Regions from separate parts of the Sus scrofa genome. Here region 1 is linked to region 2. Evidence: chromatin contacts called from public Hi-C data. All regions are on one chromosome and are shown on one strand. The core of a region is the stretch at or near the end of the contact, and the rest is flanking DNA. Distances in the headings are between cores, read along the strand shown. Region 1 overlaps SMOC1 (SPARC-related modular calcium-binding protein 1). Region 2 holds the start of SMOC1 (SPARC-related modular calcium-binding protein 1).

Region 1 (6,573 bases), core at 1,857-4,356, 53 kb after region 2:
TTTTTGGAGGCCAGGCTGGGAGGCAGCCTCCCCTAGATGCCCACACAGTCTGAGCTTGAGCCACATCAGGAGTTGGTCTGAGGGTCTTGTGACTTCCTCTTTCAGCAAATTGTCTGCGATTGCTTTAGGGCTGATCTGGTTTTCTGGATCAGCTCAGGAATGACGTTGTCTTCCGTGGGGGGCAGCTGTGTTATGATTCGGACCAAGAAGAACCTTCTCCGAGGAGTTTGTTGCATGTGGGTGACACGTCTTGCCTTGGCTTATTCCCACTCTGAAGCCTGTGCCTGGGTCCTGACCCCATGGAGCTTGGGGGTACCTGGGCTGAGATAGTCATTACCTGGATGTGAAAGATGAACGGCAGGATATGGAGACTCAGCTCCGTCGTCGAGGGCAGAGACCATGTCCCTCATTGTGCCTGGTGCCTTGCACCGTGCCTGGCCCCATAGTAAATATCTATCCAACGAATAAGGGTGGCGATTTGTAGAGCCAGGATCCAAAACTGCTTTGCAGGTTTTGATTTATTTTGCAGGGAAGGAAATGCGGGGACCTTTTGTCCTAAGGGCATCTTGCAGGAATGATGGGGGAGCAGTGCGCCCTCTGCTTCCTTCCCATACCCAAAGCTAGAGCTGCTTGGCCCCAGGCCTCATTTTCCCCAATGGATATTCCCTCCTCCCCCAACCTCCAGATGACAGCACACTCACCACCCGTCGTTACCCTGTGCTCTGAGCGCTGATACAGGCTATAAGTGTGCCTTGGAAAGGCTGCTGAATGCTGCTGGCAAACCCTATCACCACACTGCTTTGGACTGCAAGATGAGCGCTCCCAACGGGTGAGATTCAGAGTTCCTTCCATAGAGGAGGCTGGAGACTGCCTGGCGGGGCCACCTGAACGGAAGAGGAAGGTGATGGGGTGATGAGGCTATTACCTGGATGGATGCTGCTGAGAGGAAGAGAGAGGGAGAGAGAGAGACAGAGAGAGAGGGAAAATGGGCCCAGCATGACACCCCCTGGAAAGGCTGCTGGGTGCTTCTGCGCCAGCATGTGCGATGCAGAACAGAAAACCTGGTCAGGTGCCAGGAGATAAAGCAGCTCAGAGGAAGGCACCCTTCCCTCCCATGTCCAGCCAGGGCACGCTTCTCCCATCCCCAGCCTGGGCGGGCCTCCAGCTCTCAGGCTTTGATGATCCTGAGGTGACACCAGAGTTTGGGGTAGAGTTTTGGAGGCAGCTTTGCTTAAGAGGGAGATCTGGCTCAATGGAATTTTTGTATGTGCCTCACTTTCAAACCTCCTTGAAACGGGCATATTGTAGGAAACTTAGAAACTAAAAGTGCAAAGGCAATAACCACACAAGCCCATCTCTACTCTCACCATTCAGAGATAGCCACTGTCAACACGTTGGTGTATTTCCTTCTGTCGTTTATTTTTTCTCTCTCTTTCTCTCATGGAAGGAAGAGATACCTAAGTAAATATGTGTACATACGTAAATGTATTATATATGCATGTGTATATGCATTATATACGTGCATATATGCATTATATATATATATGCATTATATATGTATACACATGCATATGTACACCCATTTATCTATCTCTCTAGTATGATCTACTTGCACAAACATTCATACGTTTGACATTCTGCTTTGATTTTATTTCACTTTATATCGTGAGCACTTCCTAGGCCTTGAGAACCCCCTTGGGGCCTGGATTAAAGTCTTTGGTACCGAGTCTTTGTGGGCACCATACCCCACTTCAGAAAGCCCGAAGGGGTCCCATTCCTTGGACTGTGTGAGCTGGCCGGTGTGCCTCGCAGGCTCTGCTGGGTGGATCCAGCCTGTCCCTTGCTGCCTCGTTTCCACAGAATTGCTGCCAGATGAGATCCGCTAAGGGCAAAGGTCGATGTCCTCTCAGACAGGTCACCTATTCCAGGGTTTGAGGGAGATCTGAACTTATAGGTTATAAATGTCCAGACTAAAAGAAAAAGTTCCTCAAAAGTCAAAGACAAGTTTTTATCCTTAAAAGAAACACTACCTTAATAGGTGCCAACTGTTACATTAAGAGTGGGCAGGCAATGAGGTCTGGCTGTATAGCACAGGGAACTAGGTCCAATTACATAGGGTTTTGTTTTTTGTTTTTTGTTTTTTGTTTTTTTTTTTTGGGCCACACCTGCAGCATATGGAAGTTCCCAGGCTACGTGTCAAGTCGGAGCTACAGCTGCTGGCCTACACCAGAGCCACGGAAATGCTGGATCCGAGCCGTGTCTGCTACCTACACTGCAGCTCACAGCAACACCAGATCCCCGACCCACTGAGCGAGGCCAGGGATCAAACCCGCATCCGTATGGATACTAGTCGGATTCGCTTCCACTGCACCACAATGGGAACTCCATCACTTGTGATGGAATGTGATTACAAATAATATGAGAAAGAGAGTGTGTATAGATCTATGACTGGGTCACTTTGCTGTACCACAGAAATTGTCAAAACAGTGTAAATCAACTATAATAAAATTTTTTAAAAAATTTAAACAAAAAGAAAGACTTCCTCTGTGCCTAGGACCTAGAAGGATTGGAAAATGGAAGAACCCTTCTTTCTCTTCCCCGAGGAGTGGGCTTGCTTTGGGTTTCCTCTCATCTTCCATGCCTGCCTGTAAAGTTTGACATGGTTTTATTTACTTTTCCTTGGCCCGGTTTGGGTCAACAGGATTTCTCTCCTGCCCAGAACAGCCTCGCACTTGTGTGAAGTCAGATGTCTGCCTGGGCTCTGGACAGCAGTAATTAATCCTTGTCTGAGCAGCGCAGTGGGGATTTTCAGGCCGAGATGGTGTGCCGGCAACCAGGTTTTACATGGCACCTGACAGTCCCATGTGGACTCAGCTCTTTCTTCTTTTTGTCTGTAAGGGACTTTAAAGGCGTTGTGTGTGCATGTGCGTGTGCATGTGTGTGGGTGTGTGTTTGGTGATCTGGAGCCCAGCACACTGCAGCAGGCTCTCAGGGTGACAGTGGAAATAGCAATAAAAGGAAACACACAGTTTAAGCACACACAGCCCCGACATAATTTGATGACATAGCAAGACTGGGATTTCCTCTTCTGTTTGTTTTAGTCTGTACTTGCTCAGCCCTCATCCCCAGGGCTTAGGGCTGTAAGGGAGTGGATTTCCTCAAGTGCTGTGGATAAAGGGTTTCTTCCTCTGTTATCTCCCTTGTCAATATAAATTGCTCCACTGTGTAAGCGGAGCCCAAGATGAGCCTGTGTGTATATGCCACAGGATCTGGCCCAAGCGAAATGAGCATTAAAATGACATCTTCCTCCGTGATAATCCCATGACATTGAAAGTATACTGGTTTCTCCATTTAGTTATCGTAGAGCCAGGGGATCATTCCCAGGGGTAGGGAGGGTGTAATGGTCCTGCCTCTCTTTCCCACTATGTGTAGACTTAGTGGAAGTCTTTTATCTTGGGTGGGCTCTGGTGAGGCTGTTTGGGGCCCTGTTGTGATGATAAGGAGAGCAGTAAGTGGAAAAGGCTGGAGGACTCAGTGTGAAATACGTGAGTAGGCAAATATCTTCCAAGGGCAGAAATCTAACAGCAGCAGCACCAAGAATCCCGAGCGGCGGGGACTGGAGAGGGCAAAGGGTGATCTTCTCGCGAGATGAGGAAGGAGACTCGGCCAAGATGGGAGTCTGTCTTTCAGGTTAAGGGATTCAGTTCTGAAGGGGGCTTTGGGACCCCTGCACCATGCAGGATGCTGGGGGGTGGCTGTAAGAAGTAGGGGCAGGGAGCATACTGATGGGGGGCTCCCCTGGTACAACTAGCCGTTGTCGGAGGGGACTAGGAGTGTTGGAATGTGACCTCCCTGGGTGCTGTGGGGTGCACTAAACAGGGTGTCCACTCCCCTCCTTCGGGGAATATTTTGTGGTGTTGAAGGATTACAGCTGATGGCACAGAGAAAATCCAGGAAGAAGGAAAGCAAAGATTTCCAAAGCTATTGTTCTTGTAAGTAACTAGCTAAGAGCTTTCTCCCCCAGTGTTTTTGACCCTACACTCTTGAGCCAGAGATGGTGATGGTACGCCACAAAAGATTACTTGTGGCTAAGGGCTCTTAGTGAGTGTATGAGTGTGTGTGTTCACACAGCGGACACACTCATGCCTAAGCTCAGGAACTGGTTCCATTGACCAGCCCTTTCACTGGGGGCCCTATCCAGCTCCTCCCTTCCTTGAACTCTATCCCCCTGTTTGTTCTGCGCCGAGTGTTAGTAGCTTTGTGTTAGCCACAAAATGAGTTACCGAGGCATCTTGTGGACCAGCCTGGGAGCTGCACCACCATACCCAGTGTTGCTGGTTGGGAAGATGGGTTTCTGGATGCTCAAATGGCCTTTGCGAATTCTCCCTAAATTCAAGCTGCTTGCTTTCGCTCCCGCAGCCTGCTAAATGGACCTGCACTCCCGTTAGCATCTGTACTTGGAACTGGTATGTCCAGGCCTCTCCATCTGTTGACCAAATGGTACCACATTGCCCATCACTCGCAAATTGCAGTGACTACAAGACCCTCACCTGCTCGAATAGCAGTTCCTCTTAGTCTCTGCTTTGGGGTGCTTTTAATATTTCCACAGACTAGTCGTAATTTTCCCCTTTGTCCAAAGGAACCTCACTGCTGGCAGTGCCTGTCATGAGAACACCCGAGTTTGTGCCAATGGAACGATCTCCAGCTGCTGCCAATGCCGTTGATTCAGTTGCCAGAATGGGGCTCAGTTTCAGGCAGAGGTACAGAAAGGACCTGCCTGACTTCTATGTCTCTCTGTCCCCTAGGCCCTGACATAGCTCTCAGTGTGCCTAGACTCTCTCAAAGTGAGCTCGAAGCCCTCAGACACCTTCCTGGATTCTGCACCTTCTTCTTTCCCCCGCATCTCACCAAACCTCCCGAGAAAACAATTCTGTTCTGGGACCTCGTCCTTCCAGCCAGAGGGGCTCGGTCACCCAGCAGCCAGCTGGATCAGGACCAACTCCAGTGGTCTCCCACCATCGTCCTTAGCCCCAATCCCAGCCAGTCTCCCTCCCTCCCTTGATTATAGAACAGATGTCACACATCACTAGGCACAAAGCGCTGCCAGTGGCAATGGGACAGATCATGGTGCGGCCCAACCAGGATGTGCAGGCACACTGTCTGGGTTCCACTGCCACTTGCCAGGATGCGGAGGGCTGTGTGAGGTCGTTCCCTGCTGAGTAGTGAAAACGTGGAGCGTGTCCCTGGGCAGAGCCAGTGGGAGCGTTCAAGGGTAACCTTGGAAGGAGCCTCTAGCCTTGGTGGAATCAGTTGCTCTTGCCAGGTAAAGAGATAGTGCTAATTGCGCCAACCCTGACTGCCAGACTGCCAGATGTGTGTGTCACTGGGATGGAGGGCTGGGCACTTGGGACAAAACTTGTCCGGAACACCTTTGCGCTCCCTGTTCTCACCTGTAATCCGCCGTCTCCTGGATGCGTCCCGAGTACTGGACCGCTTTATCGTTCCTTGTCAATGCCGTCAACTTAACCTTTATTTTTTCCCAGTGTTAAGGGGCTGAGAGAAACTGAAAAAAATCTGGGTCCTGGAGAGCGCTCTGTTTATTTGATTTGGAGTGAGAGGTGTTTTTATTTACGCTGGTGTCAGCGTTTGAAGGATTGGGGGCGGGGGGATGGGCGAGTGACTTCGTGTCCTCGCTTCGTGAGTGCCATCGGTTAGAATTTAGTGACTAGGGAGGTGCGAGCAGGAAAACAAAAATAAATGCTTTGTGCCTCTGATCAGAAGGCTTGACGCCCTGTGGGTGATTGAGGAGGGCTAAAACGTAAACGGTTTTTGAACTAAAGGACTCCACTTATTCAAAGAAATATTGTCATGGCTCCCTGTTCTCCATGTCTCCTTCCTCCTTGCCAACGAGCCTGCTTGCGGCACCCCCCCTTTCCTTTCTTAGCCTTGCAGGAGTCCTGTGGGGACCATCTCCCCAGGGAAGACCATCTCCACAGGGCAGAGGTTCCACTCCCCATAGATGGCTATTTGGGAGCTTTTATCTCAGCCAGTTGCCTCACCCAGCTCTTTCCTTGGCTCAGGTATGCCTTCTCTTCTCAAAGTTCCTCCTGCTGCATGTTCAGCTATAGTAACTCCCTAATCAGTCTCTCCATTGTCCTTCGTATCCTTTGCCAGAAATTCTTTCTTCTTCTTCTTCTTCTTTTTAGGGCTGCACCTGCAGCATATGGAAGTTCCCAGGCTAGGGGTAGAATCAGAGCTGCAGCTGCCAGCCTACGTCACAGCCACAGCAACACCAGATCCAAGCTGCATCTGTGACCTATGCTGCAGCTTGTAGCAACGCCAGATCCTTAACCCACTGAACCACCAGGGAACTCCCAGGCTTCCAATTCTTTAAAGAAACAAAACAAAACAAAACAAAAAAAAACAAATGAGAGTTTCTAAGACCCTCCGTGATCTTATCCTCAACCCGACACACAGCATAGGGGCTCTGTTATTTTTTTGCTGAGTGGGTGCTTCTTTCTCCTTCTTTCCCTCTCCTCTTTCTTTCTTAGAGAGTTAACCACTTCACATCTT
Region 2 (7,111 bases), core at 2,780-5,279:
AATATTTTGAGCATGAGGGAGCTAGACATGCAGAGCCAGAGGGAAGCCACAGCTGAACATTCTGGACTGCACTGCATTGTCCATGGTTCTTTCATTTGGTGGCTCAAGGCATGGTAAGGATGATGGCCCCTACAGCTAGTTGTCCCCCAGGATTTTCTTCTTTCTTTGTAATATTAACTGTGATTTTCAGCTGGACACATGGCTACCTTGAATTAAGACTCCTTTTTTAAAAGCCTTATTTTGTAGCTAGCTGTGGTCATGTCACTAAATTCTAGCCAAAGAGATATAATGAAATGTGACTTCTGGAAGGTATCCTTAAAGAAAGGAGCATGTTCTTCTTTTTCCCTTTTCCTCCCTGTGGGCTGGAAAATAGATGTGATGGATAGAGCTTGAGCAGCCATCTTGGACTATGAGGTAGAAGCTGCTTACTAAGAATGACGGACTGATACTAGAAAGAGCCTGAGGTAGAGGGAGCTACCCTAGACTTTGGGGGGAGTTCTGTACAAAAGAGATAAATGATCTTCTAAATCGTTTAAGTCATTCTAATTACTTTTGTCATATATATATATATGTGTGTGTATGTGTTTCAGCTTTATTGAGGTATAATTGACAAAATTGTAAAATATTTAAAGTACACAAATATGATGATTTGAAACATGTATACATTATGAAAGGATTCCCCCCATCGAGTTAATTAACACATCCATCACTTCCCATGTTTAGCTTTGTGTGTGTGTGTATTTAAAGTATAAGGACTGATTTGGTAAGATTAACTTCTGTGGGTTAATATCACCTGCATAATAGGACTAATAAGAACTACATCAGCCCGGTGCTAAGTGTGACAGCAGGTTTGTCACAAATCTAGAAACAGAACCCAGGTTCCTTGGTGTTTCAGGCTTCTGAGCTCAGTAGTATATTTGAAAAGAGTCCTGACCCTTAAACACGACTCACCTTTCTCTGTTGGTAATGGTATCGCAAGTGACGCAAATATAAAGTATATTTACATTATAGAAGCATTTCTCTCCAAAGCTCCGATCAAGACCTACCTTCCTGAGAGAGACTTTCCCTGCCCATTAGGTCCTTGCTTTCCGAGTCCCCAAAACACATTGCAGGCTTTGTTCTTAAATGTGGTCTCCAGGTGTCTGTCTGCTCTGTGTCTTAAATTAGATTATAACCTCTCAGAGGACAGGGTGTGCAATCAAAAGTCCCTGATAATAATGAGCATCGTGCTGGGCACAGAAGGAGATACATCCAAATATTTGTTAAAAATCAATGGAAAGGCTCTTGCTGAGTGCCAGACAAGACTCCTCCGGACTATACAGAAACCCAGATATATTTGAAATGGGTGTTCCTAGCTAGTCCTAAATATTTGAGGCCCTCAGACCTCAATATGGGATATAGAGTATTAGTTTTCTTCACTGAAATATCCCCTTGCAAACCGAAGTCCCACAGGACAAGGACCATGGCTGCAACTGGACAGACCAGATGCCAGGAGAGCTAGATTTATTTTTGGACCATAAGCCTGGCCTCCAGGGAAAGAAGGAACTTGTCAATTTCACTTTTTTGCTTGGATCAGGCCATGGGGCCTGGCAGAGAGACGCTGTTTGGGACTAGCAGTTCTCTGGAATTTCTAACCTTCCCTGGGCTTGGGAGGAGTCGGGAGAAGAAAATGCATCATCTGAATGATGGCCATGGTTACGACAGGCCTCGCATGCCAACCTGAGGGAAAGAAAATACTTGCTGAGCAAAGTAACTGGAAAGCGGGTGCTCATATTTTAAACTAAGCTGCATGGTTGAAATCCAGAATAATGTAGACTTTTGGACCAGCAACCACTTGGAAATACGCTTTCTGGCTGGAGAGCAGCCTGTGGTGTTATGGATGGAAAGGACTATTGCAGTGCCTTTCCCCTGAAGGCTTTCTGCTGCCAGATACTGGGGGGCCATCTCCAGCGTACTTACTTACTCCAGTAGATTTCTCAAGAACTCCAGCAACAGAAAGAAGTCAACCAGCTTGACAGGGTGCGTGTGGCCAGGTGGTAGTCAGGACAAGCCTGTCTGTCTGCTGAGCCCGATGGTAACATTTTCATCCTGCCCAGCCCCTGGTCGGGGAGCACTAAGGTGGGCACGTGGACATTGATCTAAGTGCTGCGTGAGGCATGAGCGTACTCGGCATGTGTCACAAGTCCAGCTGGGAAAATTCCCAGGATGCCAGATCACAAGGGCTGTTTCCAGGAAGGACTGACCCTTGCTGTTTCCATGCTTTTCCCTGAAGCTCAGAATCTCAGCTCCCTGGCAGGCCACCGAAAAAAATCCCCCGCGAGCGCAGAGAAACTGTCCAACCTGCGGCACTTGCGATTGAACAGGGACGTTATCAGGTGATAGAGGCACAATTAGACTCTGAAAACCTGGGTTTGAACCTCTGCTGTCATTTACCAGCCAAACAAGGCCAGGCAAATCCCAATCGCATGGAATGCTTTGTAAAGTTGGATCTCTGTCTACATCACAGGATCATTCTGAGGATAAAATCAGATGAAGGCATTTGTCCCACCCTTTGCATATGTCAGATGGTACTATTTATCACTTAACCATTCTAAGCGGTTTATATACAGCATCCCCTTCAATCCTGACAACAGCTCATAAGGTGGATATTATTTATCCCCATTTTACAGAAAGGAAAACTGGACCTGAAGTAAGTAAAGTGATCATGCACGCTTATACCACTAGATGGCAGACCCAGGATTTGAACCCATCCTGACTAGCTCCAGAGAGCATGTCCAATGATGGCACCATCCCCCCCCTCCCCGCCCCATTCTAGGGGAATGGGCAGTTCTCCTAGAGCGGGTCTTCGTTTTTGTTTGGAGAACCACCAGTACTTTCTTACTGTTGCAGCATCCAGTCAGGGCCTTTTGATCTGAGGGCGTTGGGGAGAGTTAAGTGTTTTAAGCAGAGACTGGTGATTCAGGTTTGCTCTTTAGAAGGATGACTGGCTGCTGGGGGAGGCTGGATAGTGGGCAAAGGGAGTGGGCAAAACTGAATGCAGGAGATGGCTGGGAAGTGTGTTTACACAACCCAGGAGAGAAGCTGGAAGGGAGCAGAGCTAACCTTTGTTAGGACCTCTCAGGCTCTCAGGGAGGAGGAGTTAAGCCCTGGTGCAGCTTCCAGCCTGGTTGGAGAAAAGTATCCCTCTTTCTGAAATGAGTGGTTCATACCAATGAAAATAAACACTAAGGGTTGTCTTGCCCATAAGATAAACCATGGTTCTCTAGGGTTGAATGCTGGGGACTACCTCACTCCGTGGAGGAGCTGCTGTGATGTGTCTGTGACCATTCCTGGGATGGCCTCCTGGGGACTGCCCTGGGCAGAACCTGCCAACATCCTACTAGATGCTTGGCTGGCCTGTCCTCTCCAAGTGGGTTGGGCACTTGGGAGAGTCTCCTTCCCTCCTCTGAACCATTCGCAGCACAGACTACCCTTCCCGCCGATGCTTTTTCCTCCTGCTCCCCCCACCGGGAGATGAGGTCCCCTTTGACCTCTCGCCAGAACTCCTAGGCCACAGAGAGGCTGCCAGTCGGCCCTCCAGTTAGAGGCAGGGAGCCAGGACGTCTGGGTTCTAATCCTGGATCCCCCACCAGGTCGCAGGGTCAGCATCATCCAAGACTCAAGGGTGGGGGGCTCTCCCCAGCAAGCAGATACCTAGCCCGTACTGAAAACTATACATGCTTAAGGTGTTATCACTAGCCGAGTGGGCATTCTGGTATGTTCAGCCTGCTGGAGTTCTTGGGGGCTTCATCATACCGAATGGCCAAGAGAAAGCTCCTCTAGCCCAGTCTCTCCCGAAGCCCACTCCCGCGGAGCAGCCGAGTGTCGCTCCTCAGCTGGGACGACCGCGAGCCTCCCCCCTTTCCTCTTTCCCATTGGCTTTCACCTGCCAGAAGGGCGGCTGCCACGGGCCTCCCCGCCTGTCAATCAAGGCCTCCCGGCTCCGCCCCGCCTCTCCCGGGGGTTTATAACGGGAATTCCCATGGCCCGGGCTCTGGCATCCAACCTGCTGCCGCCCCGGCTGGGCCAGCGGAGAGCGCCGCGCGTAGAGCTCACGCTCGCGCTCAGCTCGCCTACCCGGCGGTTCATGAGCGCGCGCTCCGACCACAGCCTCAGCGAGCTCGGGCTGTACCGCCGCGGCCCGCCGCCCGCCGTCGCCAGGGCACACGAGGGAAGGAAGGCAGAAAGGCAGGCGCGGCCGTGCGCCCCGCGGAGCCCGCCACCCCTGCCCGAAGCCCTGTGCACGGCCCCCCTGGCACCATGCTGCCCGCGCGCTGCGCCCGCCTGCTCACGCCCCACTTGCTGCTCGTGTTGGTGCAGCTGTCCCCGGCTCGCGGCCACCGCACCACGGGCCCCAGGGTAAGTGCGCCCCCAGCCGCACGCCCACCTGCGGAGGGAGACCGAGGTCCCTGGTCCTCATGCCTCGGGGGCGGGGGAGGGGGAAGGGGGGGTGTCAGACCTTGTCCCCCCTCACCCACTACCCAGTCCCCTGCGGGCTTCTTGGCGAAGTTGTTGAAATAACATTTTCTCCCATTGTCCCCCCACCCCCACCCCATTCTTTCCTGCAGCACGGACCCTGCCTCCTCCCTCCCCTCCCCCGCTTCCCCACTGTCACTTGTGGGTTCTCTTGCCCAATCTCGTCTCCCCGAGCACTTTGCCCCAAGACTCCTGCATCCGAGGCTCTCCGCTCTAGCAGGGCTGCCCTGTGGTCTCACCCTACGCGCGGTCCTGGAGCGCTGGCGTTCTTGGCAAGCAGCGGGGTAGCTCTGCCTGCAGGGTTTTAGGTTACCCGAGAGCCACACAAGGACCTTGTGTTGTTGTTGTTTTAAAAAGCGATCGCTGCTCGTAAAACCCACAGCAGATAATTTTAATGCTCCCTCCCGCTGGGTACAGCCTCGGAGGAGGGATAGATAGAGGTGAGGGCTGTGAAGAGCTGGTGGAGAGGAGCTGGCAGTGTTCAAGGGTCTCTTCCCCCGCGCTGGGGGGGGGGGGGTTGAACTACGTGTTGAACCTTGGTCTGATTGGAGTTCCTGAACGATGTGAAACAAGCCAATTCTGTGCACAGGACAGGCTGTCCAGGGCATTGTAAAACCTCCTGGAAGCGACAGCATTGTGTTCATTTCTGGGCTAGATTACTGCTCCCCTACACCCACCCAGTGAGTCTAATGAACAATTCCACTGCTTTAAAAAACTCTTAAAGCATCTAGGGGTTCATTTGACCAAATTTATCCAGACAATTGCTGGCCAAGAATTAGGTTATGTCGGGCTAGTTGTTTCTTGAGGTAGCTGCACGCCTCCACCCAGCAGAGGGAGAACCCTTGTGAAAGTAGCTGGGATCCTTGTGAAAACAAGGTTGGCCTCTTAAACAACGCATGCTTTCCTGGATAATATTGGGCCTAGCCCGTTGCCACCTGTTCACATTGCAGGTTCTTTATTCATAGCTCTTGCTACAGGAGAATCATCTTTATAGCTGTTGTGTGTGTGTGTGTGGGGGAGCCTTGCAAAGCTTGACGAGCCTTAATGACTGCCCAGATGCTGGCTGATTACATCTGAGCCCAGCTATCACTGTGAGATCAGATTTGCAGCCACTTAGGAAAGAAAAGTGTTTGTCCCCGTGTTGGGTCGGCCCTTGCTTTTATGACCAGATGTGCAACAGCAGCAGTTAAAGTGCGGCCGATTAGATCCAGGGCGTGTCATAAATCCTCGACAGCAGGCATTCCCAAAGCTGGGGCAAGTCGGGGCTCCGGGAGTGACTTTTATGGATGCAGATGAGGATGCCTTTTAAATGAAGCTGCACGGTTTGATATTAGGACTCGCAGCTCTTAAACTCTGGGGTCAGGAGAGCCACAGCGTTCCCTCCAATAATTAGGAACAGTCAAGACAGAGACGCAGACCAGAGCACCCCGACTGAAATCTAGATGCCCGCCCACAGGAGAGGCCCGGAGACAAATGGTGGGGGGCTCGTTTGCTGCCGGCCGGGTCTAGCGTCTCAAACCATATGGCCTTTCTTCCTTGCCTCTTGAAACTGGAGGAAGCAGCTCTTAGGGAAAAGCTAGGGACTTCAGGGGACAATAGAGACATGGCTTAGTTTCTCCTCCAGCTTCTTTAGTTTATTAATTTGATAGAAATGGTAGAACATAAACAGGGATTGTAAATAGGCTTGTGTGTGTCCCAGATCTATTTTCTCCATCTCTCTCTCTCTTTCTCTCTCTCTCACACACACACACTTAGAAAGTACCAGGGGAAGCTGCTATCTTGAGCATGTGGTTACCTAAATGCATGTGTAGCCCCCAATGAAAGCATGAATCCCTGGACTAGGCACTTTCCATGATTGCTGTTGCTTATGAGAACAAGAAGGTGGGTCTTTTTAGTGTAATTTTGCACTTGAGACTCAGGGAAGCCGAAAGCCTTACTTGCAGCACTCACGGTGCACCCATAGGTGTGGGAGCCAAATTTTGGTTTATATGGATGTATAGGTTGTGCGCTTTCCACACCATCAAGCAGCTTCAGGTTCTGTTCCTCCAACTATGATGCTGTTCCTGTTGAATGGGCATCAGGCAAGTCTGTAAGAAAGAATTATTGATGCTATTTTGGGGTGTCTATATCGCTAAGGGGTAATGTCTTTGAGTTTCAACCGATCGCGGAAGACTGCAGTTCTGTGACTTTCTTGGTGGCCTCAGAGATGTGGCCCTGGTTGTGAGCAGCAGTGTCACAGGAGGAGCAGAAACATCTGGCTGTTGCAGAATTCCCTTGGGCACCCCTGGGTCTCTTCTGTTAATCTTTTGAGTGACAGAGGCTTAAGGATTGGCATCTTTTCCAGCTGGCTTTCTAGGAAACGGAGAGCACGCCCTTGCGGGTTAACTTTATCTGGCTCACTAATTGAGCTCCCCCGAGGCCTAGACCCCAATCCTTGCCCCCTTATTTGCTTCCTGCCTTCATAAAATGCCTGACATTTGTTTGCCTCTGGAAACCAGCAGCTATCAAGTATCAGATTGGAGGCTATTATGTAGGAAGCACCTGATTTCTTGGTCTCTCAGCTTCCCGCAGCCGCGTGGCTACCTGGGACACTGGT

Evidence for each region. Hi-C and Micro-C count contacts between places; a contact is called where the count stands out from the background.
Region 1: a Hi-C map of liver shows a contact between it and region 2, with 3 times the contacts expected there. The contact joins the enhancer-like site here to the promoter of SMOC1 in region 2. A contact is called at or near these places in 1 of 5 promoter capture datasets (liver), 6 of 47 Hi-C or Micro-C datasets (epiblast stem cells, heart right ventricle, liver and 1 more) and 1 of 2 datasets of contacts at active chromatin or transcription factors (skeletal muscle).

What each region holds. Positions count from the first base shown.
Region 1 is chr7:93,530,120-93,536,692 of Sscrofa11.1, forward strand. The region is part of intron 1 of SMOC1 (SPARC-related modular calcium-binding protein 1); the gene reads left to right. Among named protein-coding and RNA genes, the nearest start is that of SMOC1, 53 kb to the left of the region's middle. Within about 2 kb of position 3,107, at least 3 of the 83 cell types and tissues checked have an H3K27ac peak or open chromatin away from gene starts, as enhancers often do. A contact at or near this core is called in liver, where this site is marked.
Region 2 is chr7:93,476,035-93,483,145 of Sscrofa11.1, forward strand. SMOC1 (SPARC-related modular calcium-binding protein 1) reads left to right here and starts at 4,030. Exons shown (of 12, transcript XM_021099410.1): 1 at 4,030-4,398. The coding sequence starts at 4,300.